Regions from separate parts of the Mus musculus genome. Here region 2 is linked to region 1. Evidence: chromatin contacts called from public Hi-C data. All regions are on one chromosome and are shown on one strand. The core of a region is the stretch at or near the end of the contact, and the rest is flanking DNA. Distances in the headings are between cores, read along the strand shown. Region 1 holds the start of Htatsf1 (HIV TAT specific factor 1). Region 2 overlaps Arhgef6 (Rac/Cdc42 guanine nucleotide exchange factor (GEF) 6).

Region 1 (5,455 bases), core at 1,979-4,478:
TATACCTTCTGTAAGCAAATGTTGCTTTAAAGCATTTCTGAAGTTCATATTATCTTAGGTTAAAGATACATCAATTTTTTTTTTTTTGTCAGAAGAAACGCCTTCCCAACTAGGTTTATAGATTACAAGATATAAGGACAAGAAAACTCCCAAACATCATGAGGATGTGTGTGTGTGTGTGTGTGTGTGTGTGTGTGTGACCTTCCATAAAGTGTTTATAAGTAAGGCAGAGGAACTTCTGCAGAGAAGGCCCTTCTCAGGCCTTTTATCTTCTATAGGCACCCGTTTTCATTCTACTCTGACACCGAGTCTATATCTGTTTGTACTCAAACTTTATGGAACAAATGTATACTGGCTCAGGCAAGTATCTAGTGCAAACTGCAATGCTACCTTGAGCCAGATTCTCTATAGGCTTCCAGGAAGCTTTTGGACAAAAGCAACTGGGTGACTTGCAACCTTGACAGAAGATTTTTTCCCAGCTGGGCATGGTGGCACACGCCTTTAATCCCAGCATTCAGGAGGCAGAGGCAGGTGGATTTCTGAGTTCGAGGCCAGCCTGGTCTACAGAGTGAGTTCCAGGACAGCCAGGGCTACACAGAGAAACCCTGTCTCAAAAAAACAAACCAAAAAAAAATATTTTTCCCCATTTCCTTGTGTGTGTGTGTGTGGTGGGGAGGTTAGGGTATCTCCAACATTAAGAGTGTGTGCTATGTGCAATAACAATCATGCAGCGCACTATCTCTTCTATTGTAAACATACTCCAGAATGAAATGGAAGCCTAATAACAAATTAGTGAAAAGATCTATATACAGTTTTTAGATCAAAGCAAGAACTACTTAGCAGTGTTTAAATGCATCTAACAAAATCCACAGCATATATACAAGTTCAGTTCTCCAATTCTTCTACTAAAAACAAGAACCTCGTAAAAATAAGTATATTTGGAAACAACTACTGCTTTAATAATATCACTAAGGTTGAAATCAGATTCAGAGGTCTGTGAGGAGCCAAAATATTCTAGAACCCACCTGGAACCACTGTATTTACAAACAAAGGTGACTGGAATCGGAGTAATTTCTGACAAGCTTTTCCCTATGGTCAAGTCTGGGTCATAGTACTGATGTTTACACATATAGTATTTATTGCTACTTTTTTTCTTTTTTTTTTAGTGTCTTTTTTATTATCAGGTATTTTCCTCATTTACATTTCCAATGATATCCCAAAAGTCCCCCATACCCTCCCCCCCACTCCCCTACCCACCCACTCCCACTTTTTACTTTTAATGATTAAAAATTTTACTTGAATAGTTAACATTATTGCAATGAGCCTTGTTGATGAATGTAATCCATCAAAAAAAAAGCTGTTTAGAATTGTCTACTTTTTGAGTGTAAAAAGATGCACTATGTTCATAGCAGCCTTATTTATAATAGCCAGAAGCTGGAAAGAACCCAGATGCCCCTCAACAGAGGAATGGATACAGAAAATGTGGTACATTTACACAATGGAGTACTACTCAGCTATTAAAAAGAATGAATTTATGAAATCCCTAGGCAAATGGATGGACCTGGAGGGCATCATCCTGAGTGAGGTAACCCAATCACAAAGGAACTCACACAATATGTACTCACTGATAAGTGGATATTAGCCCAGAAACTTAGGATACCCAAGATATAAGATACAATTTGCTAAACGCATGAAATTCAAGAAGAACAAAGACCAAAGTGTGGACACTTTGCCCCTTCTTAGAATTGGGAACAAAACACCCATGGAAGGAGTTACAGAGACAAAGTTTGGAGCTGTGATGAAAGGACGGACCATCTAGAGACTGCCATATCCGGGGATCCATCCCATAATCAGCTTCCAAACGCTGACACCATTGCATACACTAGCAAGATTTTGCTGAAAGGACCCTGATATAGCTGTCTCTTGTGAGACTTTGCCAGGGCCTAGCAAACACATAAGTGGATGCTCACAGTCAGCTATTGGATGGATCACAGGGCCCCCAATGGAGGAGCTAGAGAAAATACCCAAGGAGCTAAAGGGATCTGCAACCCTATAGGTGGAACAACAATATGAACTAACCAGTACCCTGGAGCTCTTGTCTCTAGCTGCATATGTATCAAAAGATGGCCTAGTCAGTCATCACTGGAAAGAGAGGCCATTTGGACTTACAAACTTTATATGCCCCAGTACAGGGGAATGCCAGGGCCAAAAAGTGGGAGTGGGTGGGTAGGGGAGTGGGGAGGGGTATGGGGGACTTTTGGGATAGCATTGGAAATGTAAATGAGGAAAATACCTAATAAAAATATTTAAAAAATGCTTAAAACAAAATAATTGCTGCTCTCCCGCATCTGGTGCTCCTGTCATATTGTTCGCCAACTATAACTGAACCGCCCTTGATTTGTGCATGTCTTAGCTGCTGCCTCAGAATCTCCCTCAAAGCCTGGCACTTAATAGGAGTTCAGTAAATACTTGTCTGTCCTAAAAATATGGACCCCTTCCCTTTTCTAGGTGCATGAAACATCTAAGGAAAAAGCTCAGCTTTTCTTGGAAGACTGTTGGCTGTCTTACTAAGACACAAGGAAATGAGGCCATAGGGTTATGTTTACACTCAAGCTTCAAATTCCAGTCTGGAACACCTCGGACACGTTGCAGTAAGCTGCAGGCAAAAGCTCCTCTCACCTACAGCAGCCAGAGGGTGGTACCAGATGCCTAAAAGGGGGGTGAGATTAGGAAGTGATGGGGCCTTCTGCCCACTGCTTGTTAACTCATGCTTCACTAGACCTCCAAACAGCATGTTATGTGTTTGGGTTACTAAGATGAACAAAACCCGCGTGTACACTAAGGACAAGCATTCGAAAAATAAGACAATCCTCGGCTCCAGTGCAGGGGCGGGGATTTGCGCGAAGGAGGCGCCAAGGTTTCGCGAAGCGGGAGAAACTTGTCCCACGGTCCCACCCACCTCCCCAAGATGGCGCCTGCCGCAAAGCCCATTCCGCGCCAGCTCTACTGGAAGAGTCCTTTTTCAGGCTATCGCTTCGGCCAAACTCGTCCGGAGCGCAGAGGAGCCCGAGGTTAACGAGGTGCCATGCATTTCGGCAGGCTGCGTCCCTAAAGGCCAGTTCCCAATAAGTACAGACACGCGGCGGCAGCCGGGCTCCGAGGCCCCGCCCCCTGGCCGCGCAAGCGTCGCGGACCTTTGACGTCCCGTGGGCGGGTCGGCGCGACCCGCTACGTTGCCACCCGCGCGGACAATGGCGACTGCATCAGCCTGAGGGGGACTTCGCTCTCAACTCGTTGCCTGACGTGGCGGGGAGGAAGCTGTGGCGCCTCCGGAACCGGCCGCAGCGGTGACAGCGCGCCTGCGCGCTTCCGCCTCGCCCTGGCCCCAGCAGCGGCGGCGGCGAGGCCCTGCGGAGCCCGCCAGGTGGGTGGCAGCGACAGCGCTGACCATTTGTTGGCGCAGGCGTGCACGAGGGGGGCGGGCGGGAGGGCGGAGTCTGGGCGGTGCCTCGCAGACTTCCCAGGGTCTGCTGGGGCGCTGCGGGAGGCGGCCCGGGAGTTGCAGTGCACAGTCCAAGCTCTGCAGACCTCTCTTTCTCTGCTCTTGTCCAGCGCCCTCTCGGCCTCTTCACTTCTCTGACCGCGGTGTCCGGGACTACGTGAGAACCATGAGTGGCAACAACTTGAGCGGGAACGATGAGTTTGATGAGCAATTGCGAATGCAAGAATTGTATGGAGGAGACCCCAAGGAAGGTGACACCCAGAATGAGCCCTCTGGAGAAGCCCATTCTTTGGGACAACCACCAGATGACACTCCTTACGAGTGGGACCTTGATAAGAAGGCTTGGTTCCCTAAGGTAAGAAAGAGTATCGGAGTCCCACTGCGGAGCGGGGCCATAGGGTTCACTGGCAGCCCTTGCGGGACATTCCTCTTCTGTTTGCTCCACTGAAGTACTAGGTCTCTGAACCGGTGGTTGGTGGCTAGTCTATTGGTTCAGTCTATTGCATTCCCGATGTATAAAGGAAAGTAAATCTTAGGGTGGTGCCTTAAGTGATTTTTTTGTGCCTTATTAATTTGTGTATGTATGTGAAGGTCACAATTCGTTTTTATCTTGATATTTTTACTGCACAGAGGAAGAACACCAAGGAAATCACATTAGTAAGACTTTTATCCTGTATAGCCAAACTTAATTTACGCTTCCTGTACATGTTTGTGTAGAATGCAGCTTGTTGATTTACAGGGTGGAAGAGGTGTCATTCACCTCTACTGAAGAAACTTTTCTTGATTCTTGTTTTATCTATTAAATTTTGTTCCAGGGCATCTGAGTTCGGACCCTATAACCACAGGAATATGACTAGGAATGCACAGGAAATGAATGAAAGAGATCTATACATTTGTACTTGGGAATTGCTAAGTGTTTAATTTCAACATGGAAATAGCACAAGTGGTGTTGAACCTGGTCTTGTAAACTGTATGGTAACTGTACTCTGTTAGTCTTAGCCTCATAGGAACTTTGGCATCAAAGGGAACTAACAGCGCGACAAGCGACCGGAGAGGCAATCACACAAAACTTTTTCCATTGTGCAGGGGGATTGATTGTTGGTTGAAAAATTTCAGCTATTTATTTGTGCATATTTTAAGCATCCCAAACTGTAAAAATTTACAATTGAACTTCTGGACTGGCAATGCCCACTTGACTGTACATGTGATTTCTTTAAAGAGCGCTTTTAGTAGTCTGACAAACAATTATTTGGTATCTGGGTACCCAAAAGTGGATTCGGTGATGAAATTACTAGTTGACTTTGGGTTTTACCATCTCGTTTATTCAATACTTTTTTTGTTTTATGTATTGGCCACTTTAGTCATATACACTGTAGAGAAGTAGTAATTTATAAACATGTAGGAACGGGTGATAGCATCACTTAAAACTATGCGTGTTGTTTTGGCAGTCTGTGCACCTTTGTCCTACTTTGATCACACTACATGGTGTCCATATAAGGAGACTGGTCTTGGGTTGTACTTGAATTAGTACAGCTGCTTGTGGTGTAAACACTTGTTTTAAGTTTTAGGTTATATTTCTGAATGTACAGCCTTATACCACAGTTTCCACAAGTAAATTAACCTTGTCTGCATGTGTTTTGACTTCTCTATTTAGATCACCGAAGATTTCATTGCTACGTATCAGGCTAACTACGGCTTTTCTAGTGATGGTGCATCCAGCTCTACTGCGAACGTCCAGGACGCCAACACTAAGGCTGTAGAAGAACCTCCACAAAAAGAAGTCCCGGAGACCCCTGACTCCAAAAGGAAGGGGGAAAAGAGAAAGGCTGAATCTGGCAAGTGGTCCTGTCCTTGCCAAACCTGCCTTTAGAAGTGAGATAGGAAAAATTTGTAAATCCGTTTTACATTTTGCAGAATTATAATAGCGTTGAAAGAGCGATGATGTGACGAGTT
Region 2 (5,190 bases), core at 1,523-4,022, 210 kb after region 1:
CACCCTCTTCTGGATCCTATGGGCACTTTCACTCACATGTACACATACCACCCCCCAGAAACATAATATACATGGATAAAAAGTAAAAGGAATCCTTTAAAGAACAGATAAAACTTACTTTCTAATTAAACTGTTTGGATTAAGCTAATGGAATTTGTAAGGTTGCCATTTTATGCTAAGCATTTTGGTATAGGTGTTTTCTCCATTTTATAATTGAGAAACCTGAGGTCTAGGAAAGCAAATAGCTGGTGGTGGCTATATGGTAGGTCTGATGCCAACCTTGGGACTGTCAACATCACCACCCTGAGGGATTTTTTTATGTCAACTTTAGCCAACAGATGCATTATCATTACCTTTTCAAGACACAAGCCTGGCTAGAATCTTATCTTTGAAATCGCCTAGTACCCATGATTTGCAGCTTAATGGATAATCGTCTGATGTTTAATTTCCAACCAAGAGATAAAGAGGCATTAAAAGTCATCACTTATAAAATATTAGTAAGAAAGTGCATTTGAGCAGCCATGCAATCTAAAGAAAATAGCTGTGCTCGTTTCCTTTCAGTTTGGTAAATTTGCTTTGTGTTTCCTTTCTATGACTCAAGGACTGTCAATCTTCCAGAGCCTGCTCTAATTGCTGTGAGAGTTGCAGCAATTGATAGCATGGGCTCATGGACACTGTGCTATTGCTTCCCAAGAAGCAGGCTAATTCTTAGGCTTGGTAAACATCATAAAGCTATTTAACTTTAAAAAAAATAACATGAGACACCTGTCTTGGATAACAACAGATTATTGGGAACAAAAGAAACTGTTACTGGTGAAATGAACCCAATCGTGGTATAGAGATACTATCTGGACTGATAAATTGATTCCAGGAGACATACTTTATTTAGCTAAATAAACTTAATATGGAAAGTAATATTATGTGTAAATAAAAATATACAAATGTATAATCATTATAGCAAAAAACCAATATAGTTTGAAGTGGTTTTTACTTTTAAATAGCTTTAAAGAAGATCTTATTTTATTTCATAATGTGCGTGGGTGTGTTGCCTGCATGTATTGTTTGGGTATGTATGTGCTGAATCCCCTGGAACTGGAGATTCCCATGGTTGGGGGCCAATATGTGGGTGCTGAGAATTGAACCCAGATCCTCTGCAAGAGTCGTCATTGTTCTTAACTGCTGAACCATCTCTCTAGTCCTCACTTCACTTTTTAGCTACTTGAGGAAGGTCTCATGTAGCTTAGGCTGACCTTTGCTATATAGCAAAGGATGGCTTTGAACTCCTGATCTTATTGCCTCAGATGGGCTTACAAATGTGTATTACCACAACAGGCTCAAGCCTTGCTTTTGAAGCCTAATATTATTCATAAGAAACACTTTTCAATGAATTTATGAATGCCATTTCAAATTCAATATACATTTGCTTCATAGAAAATATGGTTGATGGGGCTGTGTTATATTCTGGGTTGGGCTGGAAGAGTGGAGAAAAACATGCTATGTCATAATAACACTAGAGTGCTTAATTAGTCTCTATAACAATGTTCCTGGGGCCACTGAGGTGGCTCAGTCGGTAAAAGTGCTTGGAGTGGGAGTCTTTACAAGTGATCTGAGTTTCATCCCTAAGACCCACACTGGAAGGAAAAACTAATTCCTTGACCTCTACACTTGTGTTATTGTAATGCAACACACACACACACACAGGCACACACACACAGGCACACACACACAGCAGAGAGAGAGAGAGAGAGAGAGAGAGAGAGAGAGAGAGAGAGAGAGAGAGAGAGAGAGAGAGGCACTAAATTGGTATGTCAAAAACTTTTTCTGAGGAATCTTCGTGCAGACTTTTAAGGAGAATGAATACAGCCCTAACCTAGCAGAGGGTCAATGACTCCTCCTCCCCACCTTCCTCCCTCCCTAACAGCCTCTCTTTGGAATTGTGGTGTCCTGGCATGAGGAATGGGAAGCTTTGAGTTCTAGCCAGTGGAAAAGACACTTTTCTTTTCTTTCTTTCTTTTTTTTTATTCTCCAATGTTAGATTATCTGCTTTCTGTTTATTTGTAAACAGCCTTTGATAGCCTTCTAAATCAATAGTATATAGTATGTGCTAGCTTTCAGTTCCTGATTCTCCTGCTTTTAACTATCAAATGCTGGGATTATAGGCATACCTACACCCACCACATGTGATTTGTCTGCTTTTTGTCCCCACCACTTTTTTTTTAAATGGGACTAGCCAGTCTCAGTGCATTCCATGACTCCTCAAAGACAGAAACAAAACACGATTAAGGCTTAGAATTGTCACCTGTGTTCCTTGTTCACAGAGCAAATGGCTAGTTCTTTGGAGGTTTTCTCAAAGTCATCATGACTAGCAAGCATAGTAAACAGAGGATGAGGACTTGAGAAGAAGAAAAGTATACAGGGTATCTGTGATAGCCACTGCAATGGCAAGGGAAATGATGTTCACAACTGTTGGTGCACACTCTCTTCTCTTCTCTTGTCTCTCTTTTCAACCCTCTCCCTCGTGGAAAGGGTGGATGGGTGCTATACAAAAGCTCGGGGAAGAAGTGGGTATTTCTGTAAGGGAGCAGTTATTCCCAAGAAGAGCCAGAAAGGTACCTTAACAAGTCAGCAGGGGAGAGGAAGGGGAAATCCCAGAAGACCTCACCCAGTGGATCACAGAAGACAGTAGCAGCCATTCAAATATATGTAAATATGGGGACCCAGCAAAGCTGGTGCCTGATTACATATGCAAATTCAGGCAAGACTTCACCACATTTAACATAAGGCATCTTACGCAGGGCATCTGATTTGAAGGTTGAATCTGTTTTCATGGCCAACAGGTGCATGTGAGCATTTCTGGTTTGATATTGCCACCTACAGACCCAAAGGCAGAAGTTCACCTGGGCAGGACAACTTGAGAAGGCAGAGAGAAATCCACTGATGTCCCCTATTTCAGTAGAAGCCTTCATCAAAACACAACCTCAATCTGGAGTTTCTGTGAGCTTCGTTCAACTGGGTTTTGTATTTCATCTGTCCTCAGTGAGCCAGAGATCCATGCAAAATAGAAGATACACTCAAAGCCCAACTGAGAGAGACCTTCCAGCATTTCAGTTTAATGTCATCTCATCCATGGAAATAGGTCAGAAATTTACTTCTTGGGAGATTCCAGTGAGTCTTCTATCATTTTAAGATGTATTATAAAGTGCTCACAAAATCACCACTAATTAATGTTCAAGGAAGGCAACTGATATTTAGAAGTTATTTGAATCCTACCATGTAACACAGCTTCTAACTGACACAGTATAAAAGTGATTTAAAAAACTAGGATCAGATCAGGTAAAGTGCACATATACAAGCATAAAAAATAAATTAGGGGGTTAAAGAGATGGCTCAGTAGTTAAGATTGTTTGCTATGAAATTAAATTCTGAGTTCTATAGTTCATCCCTTTGTTAAAAACAAAGGTATCATGAATTTTGCAGGCAAATGTATGGGACTTAGGAATATCATCCTGAGTGAGGTAACCCAGTCCCAAAAGGACATGCATGGTATGTACTCACTGATAATTAGCCAGAAAGTGCAGAATACCCACGATACACCCCACAGGCCCTAAGAAGTTAAATGAGAAGAAAGGCCTAAATGAGGATTTTGAATCTCACTTAGAAGGGGGAGTAAAAAAAGTTATAGGAGGCAGATGGAGGGAGGGAACTGAGAGGGAGAGGGGATGAGAGGGGAGTAGGAGGGCTTCAGGATCAGATGTGGGGAGAGACAGGAGAGATAGCCATGAGAAGTAATGGAAATCTGCAGCTAAGGTTGGGGGTGGGGACATCTTGAGGTTGTATCAGAGACCTGAGATATGGGAGGCTCCCAAGAATCAGTGGGGGTGACCTTAACTGAGACTCACAGAAGTAGGGATGTGAAACCTGAAGAGGCCACCTCCTGTAGCCAGGCAGGAATCCCAGTGGAGTAATGGGGACACCTACTCACAAAACTTTTGACTCCAAATTTATCCTGTCTATGAGAAATGCAAGGATGAGAGATGGAGCAGAGATTGAGGGAATGGCCAACCAATAACCAGCCCAACTTGAGAACTATCCCATGGACAAGCACCAATCCCTGACACTATTAATGATACTCCGTCATGCTTATAGATAGGAGTCTAGAATGGCTGTCCTCTGAGAGGCTCTACTCAGCATCTGACTCAAACAGATGCAGACACCCACAGCCAAACTGTGGATGGGGCTTGGGGACTCTTATGGAAGTATCGGAGAAAGGATTGCAGCCTCTAAGGGGATAGGAACTCCACAGAAAGACCAACAGAATCAACTAACCTGAACTCTTAGGGCTCTCAGAGTCTGAACCACCAACCAAAGAACATACAGGGCTGAACCTAGACCTCCCCACACATATGCAGCAGGTGTGCAGCTTGGTCTTCAGGTGAGTTCCAAACAACTGAAGCAGGGGCTGTCCCTAAAGCTGTTGCCTGTCTGTGGAATCCATTTTCCTAACTGGGCCGTCTTTTCTGGCCTCGGTGGGAGAAGTGCCTAGCCCTGCAGAGATTTGATGTGCCAAGGTGAGGCGATCTCCAGGGGGAGCTCCACTCTCTCAGAGGAGAAGGGGAAGGGGTGGCCATAGACTATGGGAGGGGAGACCTGGAGGGGGACAACAATTGGGATATAAAGTGAATAAAAAAACAAATAAATAAAATAAAGCGGTGAAAGATAAATAAACACGTTGTGGGGCTAAAGAGATGACTCAGTAGTTAAGACTGCTTGCTACAAATCATGAGTTCTGCAGTTCAGATCCCAGCACTCAGGTAACTAGCTGCATGTCCACTAAATGCCTGTAGCTGAGCTCTGGGCGATCCAACACCCTTGTCTGGCCTCTGCGCTACACGGGTGATTTCCCCTCTCCTCCCCACTTTCTCCAACACACAAACAAACCAAGCAGGAAAACCAAGAAAGTGGTGATGAGTTCTATTTTCTTCAGTGAGCTATGCATAACAAATGCACATAATACAGTCTCTAGAAATTACTCTGATAGGATATAGCAGAGAAATATTTGCTCTTGAAGATGTGAAAAGATAAAGGGTGCCAATCTACTGTACCCTTTTCTCTTTTCTTCACAGCTACAGTTTCACAGATAGCATACTCCATGAAAAGATCACCAAATCCCTTAGAGAAGGGTCCACAGAT

The links. Hi-C and Micro-C count contacts between places; a contact is called where the count stands out from the background.
Region 2: a Hi-C map of CD4 T cells shows a contact between it and region 1, with 2.1 times the contacts expected there. The contact joins the enhancer-like site here to the promoter of Htatsf1 in region 1. A contact is called at or near these places in 5 of 39 promoter capture datasets (the C10 cell line, embryonic stem cells, hippocampal neurons and 2 more), 3 of 484 Hi-C or Micro-C datasets (CD4 T cells, cerebral cortex and cortical neurons) and 2 of 115 datasets of contacts at active chromatin or transcription factors (effector CD8 T cells and memory CD8 T cells).

The regions. Positions count from the first base shown.
Region 1 is chrX:57,050,342-57,055,796 of GRCm38.p6, forward strand. It overlaps Htatsf1 (HIV TAT specific factor 1), which reads left to right and starts at 3,229. Exons shown (of 10, transcript NM_028242.2): 1 at 3,229-3,424; 2 at 3,613-3,857; 3 at 5,157-5,337. The coding sequence starts at 3,669.
Region 2 is chrX:57,258,124-57,263,313 of GRCm38.p6, forward strand. All of the region lies in intron 9 of Arhgef6 (Rac/Cdc42 guanine nucleotide exchange factor (GEF) 6), which reads right to left. Among named protein-coding and RNA genes, the nearest start is that of Cd40lg, 49 kb to the left of the region's middle. Within about 2 kb of position 2,773, at least 10 of the 459 cell types and tissues checked have an H3K27ac peak or open chromatin away from gene starts, as enhancers often do.